Linked DNA regions of Mus musculus: region 1 is linked to region 2. A link is a contact called in public HiChIP or PLAC-seq data. All regions are on one chromosome and are shown on one strand. Each heading gives the region's core, a stretch centred on a gene start, on an enhancer-like site or on the middle of the called end of the contact. The rest is flanking DNA. Distances are from core to core; before and after follow the strand shown. Region 1 has its middle 14 kb from the start of Gm41447. Region 2 overlaps Lmln (leishmanolysin-like (metallopeptidase M8 family)).

Region 1 (3,402 bases), core at 593-3,092, 71 kb after region 2:
TACCAAACTGTCCTGCCGCCACCCCAGCATTCCATCTGTGTTAGGGATGTTTGTGGCTTATTGATTTATTCGTTCTTTTTTTTTAATTTTTTTTTTGGTTTTTTTGAGACAGGGTTTCTCTGTATAGCCCTGGCTGTCCTGGAACTCATTCTGTAGACCAGGCTGGCCTCGAACTCAGAAATCCGCCTGCCTCTGCCTCCTCTGCTGGGATTAAAGGCGTGTGCCACCACGCCCATCTTGATTTATTCATTCTTAATACAAAGTAATATGTCTTCCAGCTGCATTTTAATAATTCAGTCTTAGTTAAATCTGACAGATAGAGAAGGGGGCACGGCATAGAGAGAGAGTTCTTGTACTGTGAAGACAGACAGGATGGATAAGAGCATTTGACTCCGTGGCTTCTTTCCATCATAGCAAAGGCCTCTGCACCCCAGGGTCCAGGGACGTACTGGGACAGACTAATGACGGGAGCCATCCCTGTAAGCTTGCTGTTCACCACGCTGAAGGATCCTGGGTAAGAGTCACTTGTCCAACAGTTTCTGGGATTAGATGCTTGTGTGATGGGAACGGTGGATAGATACACTGGCCAGACCTCACTGGGGAGCAACTTTATAGCACTCTCAGTGCCTGGGCCCAGTGGGCAGAAGTGGGCACCAGCTGGCCCTACAGTTTGGACCCTGCAGGGTTGGACTTGTACAGTCAGATCTTGGTGACAGAGCTGGTGTCATCTTCATAGGCATTGCCACTTCCCACTGGCTGCTAATGGGTGGGATGAAGTCAGGGTATGGCGACTTTATGGGTTCCCTTGCTACCTTATCCCTTGCAACAGCCCCCCGCCCAAGCACTAGGTAGGAGAGAGAGATGTTAGAGGGGAAAGAGGGCATCAATATTGTTAGACTACTTCCTGCTGATTGTGGGCAAGTATGATCTCTGTAGTCGGGATACCAGCAACCACAAGCAGAAGGAGCAGCAGGAGGAAGAACCCCGCCCCCCCCCCCCGCGCCCCCCAGGGCTGTAGCATTTTGATACTTTCTCAAGAGTTCCCAGAATTCCAAATGTCATATCCTACATTTGCAGAAACTATTTGCAGATGGAAAAAAAAAAAAAAAAAAGCCCCTGTTAGAGCACGAGGCAGATCATAAAATCTACAGCCGTGGACCATCTAAAGCAGTCCCACGGGGGCTGGTGAGATGGCTCAGTGGGTTAGAGCACCCGACTGCTCTTCCGAAGGTCCAGAGTTCAAATCCCAGCAACCACATGGTGGCTCACAACCACCCGTAATGAGATCTGACTCCCTCTTCTGGTGTGTCTGAAGACAGCTACAATGTACTTACATATAATAAATAAATTAAAAAAAAATAAAAATAAAAATAAAGCAGTCCCACATCTGATACCTAGGATTAAAACAAAAACATATATCCCTATAAGATTTCTGGGTTTTTAAAGAAATCAAAATTCCTACTACACAGGGTCTCCCTCTGCAGCCATAGTGACCTCCAGCCATCAGCTTGTCATCCATCGGGACACCACCTCCAGCAGCCATGGAGGACCCTGCAGACACCTCACTGGCTTCTTGGTCCTTCCTTTGGGTCCATGGCCAGTGCTGCAGCTGCACAGAGTGCAAGGTTCTTTGTTTTGTTTTAAACAACTATGAAAGCTGCTACTGTAGGTTGCAGACAGACGGTGCATTTAATTTTTTTTTTTTCCTTGCAGCCTAGAGTTCTTCCCAGCCTCAGATGATAGGCTGTGTTCCTTTTGAAATTCCGGGCCAGTTGGGAGAACAGATTGCACAAGAGAGGAGGTCCTTCTGGTCCTTGTAGATCTTAAGATAGAGCAACCAAAAAAACAACCCCAGAGTGAAAACAAGAAGCGAAAGCTGAGAGGATACGCTTTTCAGTTGATCTGTTTTACTATTCCTCCCTCGTCAACTTCACAAATGTTCCTTGAGCTTCGTGTGGGACCAGCACTCTGTGCTGGCGCTGGGGATGCGGCAGGCAAGGAGGTCTCCAAGCTGGCAGACACAGCTTGGGAGATGAGAGGGATAATGATGACAAAAGACGTCCATGCCCTAATCTTGGGACCTGTGAACCTGTTTGGTGCCTGGCGCCCAAAGTCTCACACGGGTTCGGCATTAGATAAACCATTGAGCTGTATTCCCGACTCGGGTGAAGGTTTTTCAGATATGATATTTTTCTCCATTATCTGAGTGAGTCTGATATAATCACTGTTTTTTTTTTGTTTTTTTTTTTAATAAGGAGCTCAAAGGGTTGGGGATAAGGCTCAGTAGATAAACATGGTGGGTGCTTGTACACACATGAACACATGTGCACCCCTCCCACAAGAGGCTCAGCAAGTAAAGCATGATCTTGAGGTGGCTTGGGGGTAACAATGCATGCAGCAAGCCTGGTGTCCTGAGTTCCTCACACACAGGGTGAAAGTCAAGATCTGACTCCTGCAAGTGTTCTTGGGACCCAGCACAAGCTCCCACACTCAGTCTTACATACACAGCAAGTAAGTAAGTAAATACGAAACACCTTAATAAAAATATAACATTGCCTTGGGGCAAACATTTTTTAAATAGGGATGCAGGAAGGTCACATAGAGGAGAGCTGTGGAGATGGAGGCAGGGTCACAGAGGTTGAGTGCCACCCTGTTGTTCTTGCCGCAGAGGGAAGAGCCACTTAAAAAACACATCTTAGTGGGGGGCTGGAGAGATGGCTCAGCAGGTAAAAGCACTTGCTATGTAGTCCTGATGCCCTGAGAACCGGGTCATGAATTCACCTATTCTGTCTACACACACACACACACACACACACACACTAAATAAATAAGTAAACAACAAAGCCTAAACCCACTTCTGTTTAGTAAGGCATGCAGATGGGAAATATAGGACTTTGGAATGAACAAGAGGAAGGAGCAATTAGAGGTTCTGTCCTGGGGAGGTAGAATGGGCTGCCCTCCCCTCTCTTGCTGTTTTATACGGCACTATCCTGTTCTTCATTCCCCAGGTACCCAACTGCAGAGTGCTCTCTGCCCACCCTACCCCTCAAGCCCCTCGTTCTGTCTGTGTGTATCACCCAGAAGCAAGGATGTTCTGTTTTGTCCCTGCTCAGTCACGATTCATGTCTCTTGGGTAGATCACACTTGGTCATCTTCTGCTTCCTTAGACAGCACAGATAGATACCCTGTGTAGATCCATCTTAGCAAGTATGCTTTGCTTGCACGGCCTCTGGTGGCCACAGAACACTGGTTTCAGGTTTTCCTGCCCACAAGGAGCTCACTGGCACGGGGTGGAAAGCTGGGCATTGGGAATTGTAGGTTAGACAGCCATAACTTTGAACTACTTGAGAACATAGCCATCACTCTCAGGAAAATTCATCAACAGTGGTAGTGGTGGTGGTA
Region 2 (3,421 bases), core at 350-2,849:
AGCATGCAGTTTTATGTGTGATAGATATTTTACACAGGAGCCTATAGCAAAGAACAGAAGGCGAGAATGGCAGGGGATGCCACTCAGTTGATTTGGGAAGGAAGACCTCTTTTGAAGAAGTAAAAATAAAGCTGCAGCCCGAGCATTGCTAAGGCTTTAGCCAAATAAAGAGGCGGGGAACCCTCTGCGGGTGGAGAGTGGTACGTGCTTGCAGTGTGGGCTGCTTGGGAGGCTGGTTCAGGCAGATTGGAAGTTTGGGGCTAGCCTGTGTGTATGTAGGCCTGGCTGCCCTGAAACTTACCATGTAGACTCCAAGCTGACCTTGAACACAAAGGCGCCTCCTGCTTCTGCTTCCCCAGTGCTAGAATTCCAGGCGTAAACCATGCTGGGTTTAGCATACAGCTTAGCAGGATGCAAACCGCAGCAAAATGGGGGTGGAGAGGAATGGCTGATGCAGCTTATGGTAGAGTGCTTGTCTAGCTTGTGTGAGGCCCGGAGCTCAGCCTGGACAGAGAAAGAGAAAGAGAGGTGGAAGGCGTGCAAATTCATGCTGCAAAAAGCCCTGTTGCTGTCAGAAGCCCCTTTAAACACGGCCCGGTGGTACAGGCCTGTGATTCCAGCTATTCAGGGGACCAAGGCAAGAGGAGCACAAGTTCAAAGCCAGCCTAGGCAACAGAAGGAGTTTTAGATGAGCCCAAGAAACTCATTGAGACTTTGTGTTAATCCCACTGGTTGAGAATAAGACCACAACCACAATTTTTGAGCCACATTTGAAACAAACATTATTAAATGCTGGTCTGGACAGTGAAGACTTGCCAGGCCCATACTGGGGATTCCTTGAGAATAGCCACAAATTATGTTAGTTATGGGCTTATAAAGGCAAACCCCACAAAACTATGTATATCCATCTTCATCCAATGGAGGTCAAGCATGTACCTCCCGCCTGCACTCGATCAGGCACATCCTGTGCTTTGGGGCAACCACCCTTGTTTACAGAAACTTCCATAGGTATTTGCACTCATATGCAAATACCCACATACGGACACACAGACAATCAAAAATAATAAATAATTTTTGAAAAAAAGGTCTTTAGCCGGGCAGTGGTGGTGCACGCCTTTTATCCTAGCACTTGGGAGGCAGAGGCAGGCGGATTTCTGAGTTCGAGGCCAGCCTGGTCTACAGAGTGAGTTCCAGGACAGTCAGAGCTATACAGAGAAACCTTGTCTCAAAAAACCAAAAAAAAAAAAAAGAAAAAAGGTCTTTAACTAATTTCGTATCTAGTCAAGTTGAGGTTTTTAAGAACTTCATTCTTAATTTGTAATGAAACAACTTGATTCCTCTCTACTCCCTGACAAGAAAAATGTCAACAAACTTCAACATATAGCAATAAAGGTCTTAAGTAATAAAAAAGATTATCTTTTATTTTAAATAAAAATACGAAGGGGCTGCAGATGTACACCGCTGAGCGGAAGGGCATTTGGGTCTGAGAGGCCCTGGTTCTGTGCTGTGGCGGTGGGTTGGCTACTTCCGTAGACTGTTGAAAGTCCAAGGCTTGGAGAAGGAGGAAGCAGGGCCCGGGAGGGCTGGAGCCTGGCAGGGACACACTTGATCTAGAAGCCACTGTGGTTGTGGTGTGGTATTTAGAGATGAGCTCTTCTGGGTAGCTCAGGATAGCCTCAAACTTTCAATTCTGCATCGGCCTCCTAGTTCTGGGACTACAGGACTACACCACCATACCTGTCTGTGTGGCAGTGTTTTCATTAATGATATACTTTTTCAAAGTACCTAAGTCTGATGCTATCAGGAAATAACACCATTTTTCTACTTAAATAGGACAAATATTTGTTATAAGTAGGCAGTGAGATTTATGGTATTTCCACAGTTAACTGTTAAAGCAACAGTAGAGGAAACAGTTTGGATTCTGTCACACATCCCTTTGCCACAGTTTTGAAAGACAGCCAGATAGACAGTGGTCGTTACTCAGGGCGTTGAGCACTTGAAAGGCCCCAATGAAGCCCCCATACCCCTCAAAAAAACAAAAACAAGTATTTCTTTTTCATGCTGTTGGAAAGCAAACAGTATGGATCTTGGCAGTAAAGAAAAAGAATAAGAATTAGCTATTCAATTGTATCTGATAGTAAACAAGTAATGTCCTTGAGCTGTCTTTTTCAGAGAAGTATAGGTTAACAAATATTATAATACTTCTCAAATATAGTAAAAACAATGTCATGTTTATTTTAACAGGCCCATAGCAGGATATGCTAACCTGTGTCCAAATATGATCTCCACCCAGCCCCAGGAGTTCATCGGGATGCTGTCCACAGTGAAGCATGAGATCATTCATGCCCTGGTATGCTACTGACTTCTGTCCTTTCCTTCAGACCTTTCATTTGTTACATATTCTGTTGTTTTAATACATGTTCTATATGATATGTGAGTCCTTAGATTCGTGTTTGATAAAACCTGATTAATTGTGTTTCTGTCAATACAAATGTTAATGGTCAGGGTGGGGCAGGCTGCGTTTGGCTATCTAGCATGATTTACACCTAAGCAGTCATTCCCATTGATAACAGGACTTTTGGAAAGGGGATTAAACTTGGGAAGGAAAGCATCTTGGAGCCAGATGTGATGGCTCAGGTCTGCACTTGTAGCATTTGAGATACTAAAGCAGGAGGATTGCTGCCATGATTACAAGCATGTGGTATCATACCGAGTGTGTGCAGAGCTGGGGATTAAACCCAAGGCTTCATACACACTGGACAGCCATTCTAGCAACTTAGCCTCACGCCCACCTGACTGTCTCTGACAGATGAATGCACAAATGCACACGCATGCACACTCAGAGATGTAGATAGACGTGTGTGCACATAATGCCAGTTTGAGCTTTTATGCACCCTTGCTCCCCAGCTCCCAACACCATCCAGTAGTTAATGGTTTTCAATAGTGCTGTTGCCTGGTTGCAGTTTCAGGACTTAGTAAGTGTGGGTGAAGAAGCTAGCAAAGACTTTCCTTGTTACTGTTCATGGTGTCTTAGAGAATAACCTTATAATTAAAGGTCACTGAAATAGCAAGGGCTTGGCCCTGCAATTCATTGTACAGCTTTTATATTCTCAACTTTTGTTCCACATTTGGGAATGATACCTAATAAGGTCTCCAGCAAGGAAAAGTACCAAAATATTTCTAAAACCACACAGATGAATTAGAAAATAGTATAATTCTCTGTGCTCTGCAGTGCACAGTAGATGTAGTATATAGGGTAGCTTTAAGATAGCATTATAACATAGCATTGATATACATATATATGTAGTATTTAGCCTGAACTGAAAACAAATTTAAAATATATAAAATACTTAAGAAAATCTTGTATTAAAAGCATTTATAGTCCGGCGTGGTGGCGCACTCCTTTAATCCCAGCACTTGG

Evidence for each region. HiChIP or PLAC-seq counts read pairs in DNA pulled down with a chosen protein or histone mark.
Region 1: an H3K27ac HiChIP or PLAC-seq map of microglia shows a contact between it and region 2, with 4 times the contacts expected there. The contact joins two enhancer-like sites. A contact is called at or near these places in 12 of 39 promoter capture datasets (the 3T3-L1 cell line, the C10 cell line, the HPC-7 cell line and 8 more), 1 of 15 datasets of contacts at CTCF or cohesin (pro-B cells), 53 of 484 Hi-C or Micro-C datasets (the 63-12 cell line, the AML12 cell line, B cells and 31 more), 6 of 115 datasets of contacts at active chromatin or transcription factors (acute myeloid leukemia, astrocytes, bone marrow-derived macrophages and 3 more) and 2 of 9 other capture datasets (adipose tissue and pancreatic islet).

The regions. Positions count from the first base shown.
Region 1 is chr16:33,149,914-33,153,315 of GRCm38.p6, forward strand. No RefSeq gene overlaps it. Among named protein-coding and RNA genes, the nearest start is that of Gm41447, 14 kb to the left of the region's middle. Within about 2 kb of position 1,843, at least 20 of the 459 cell types and tissues checked have an H3K27ac peak or open chromatin away from gene starts, as enhancers often do. A contact at or near this core is called in bone marrow-derived macrophages and microglia, where this site is marked.
Region 2 is chr16:33,078,687-33,082,107 of GRCm38.p6, forward strand. Lmln (leishmanolysin-like (metallopeptidase M8 family)) reads left to right here. Exons shown (of 17, transcript NM_172823.2): 7 at 2,245-2,350. Among named protein-coding and RNA genes, the nearest start is that of Lmln, 18 kb to the left of the region's middle. Within about 2 kb of position 1,600, at least 16 of the 459 cell types and tissues checked have an H3K27ac peak or open chromatin away from gene starts, as enhancers often do. A contact at or near this core is called in bone marrow-derived macrophages and microglia, where this site is marked.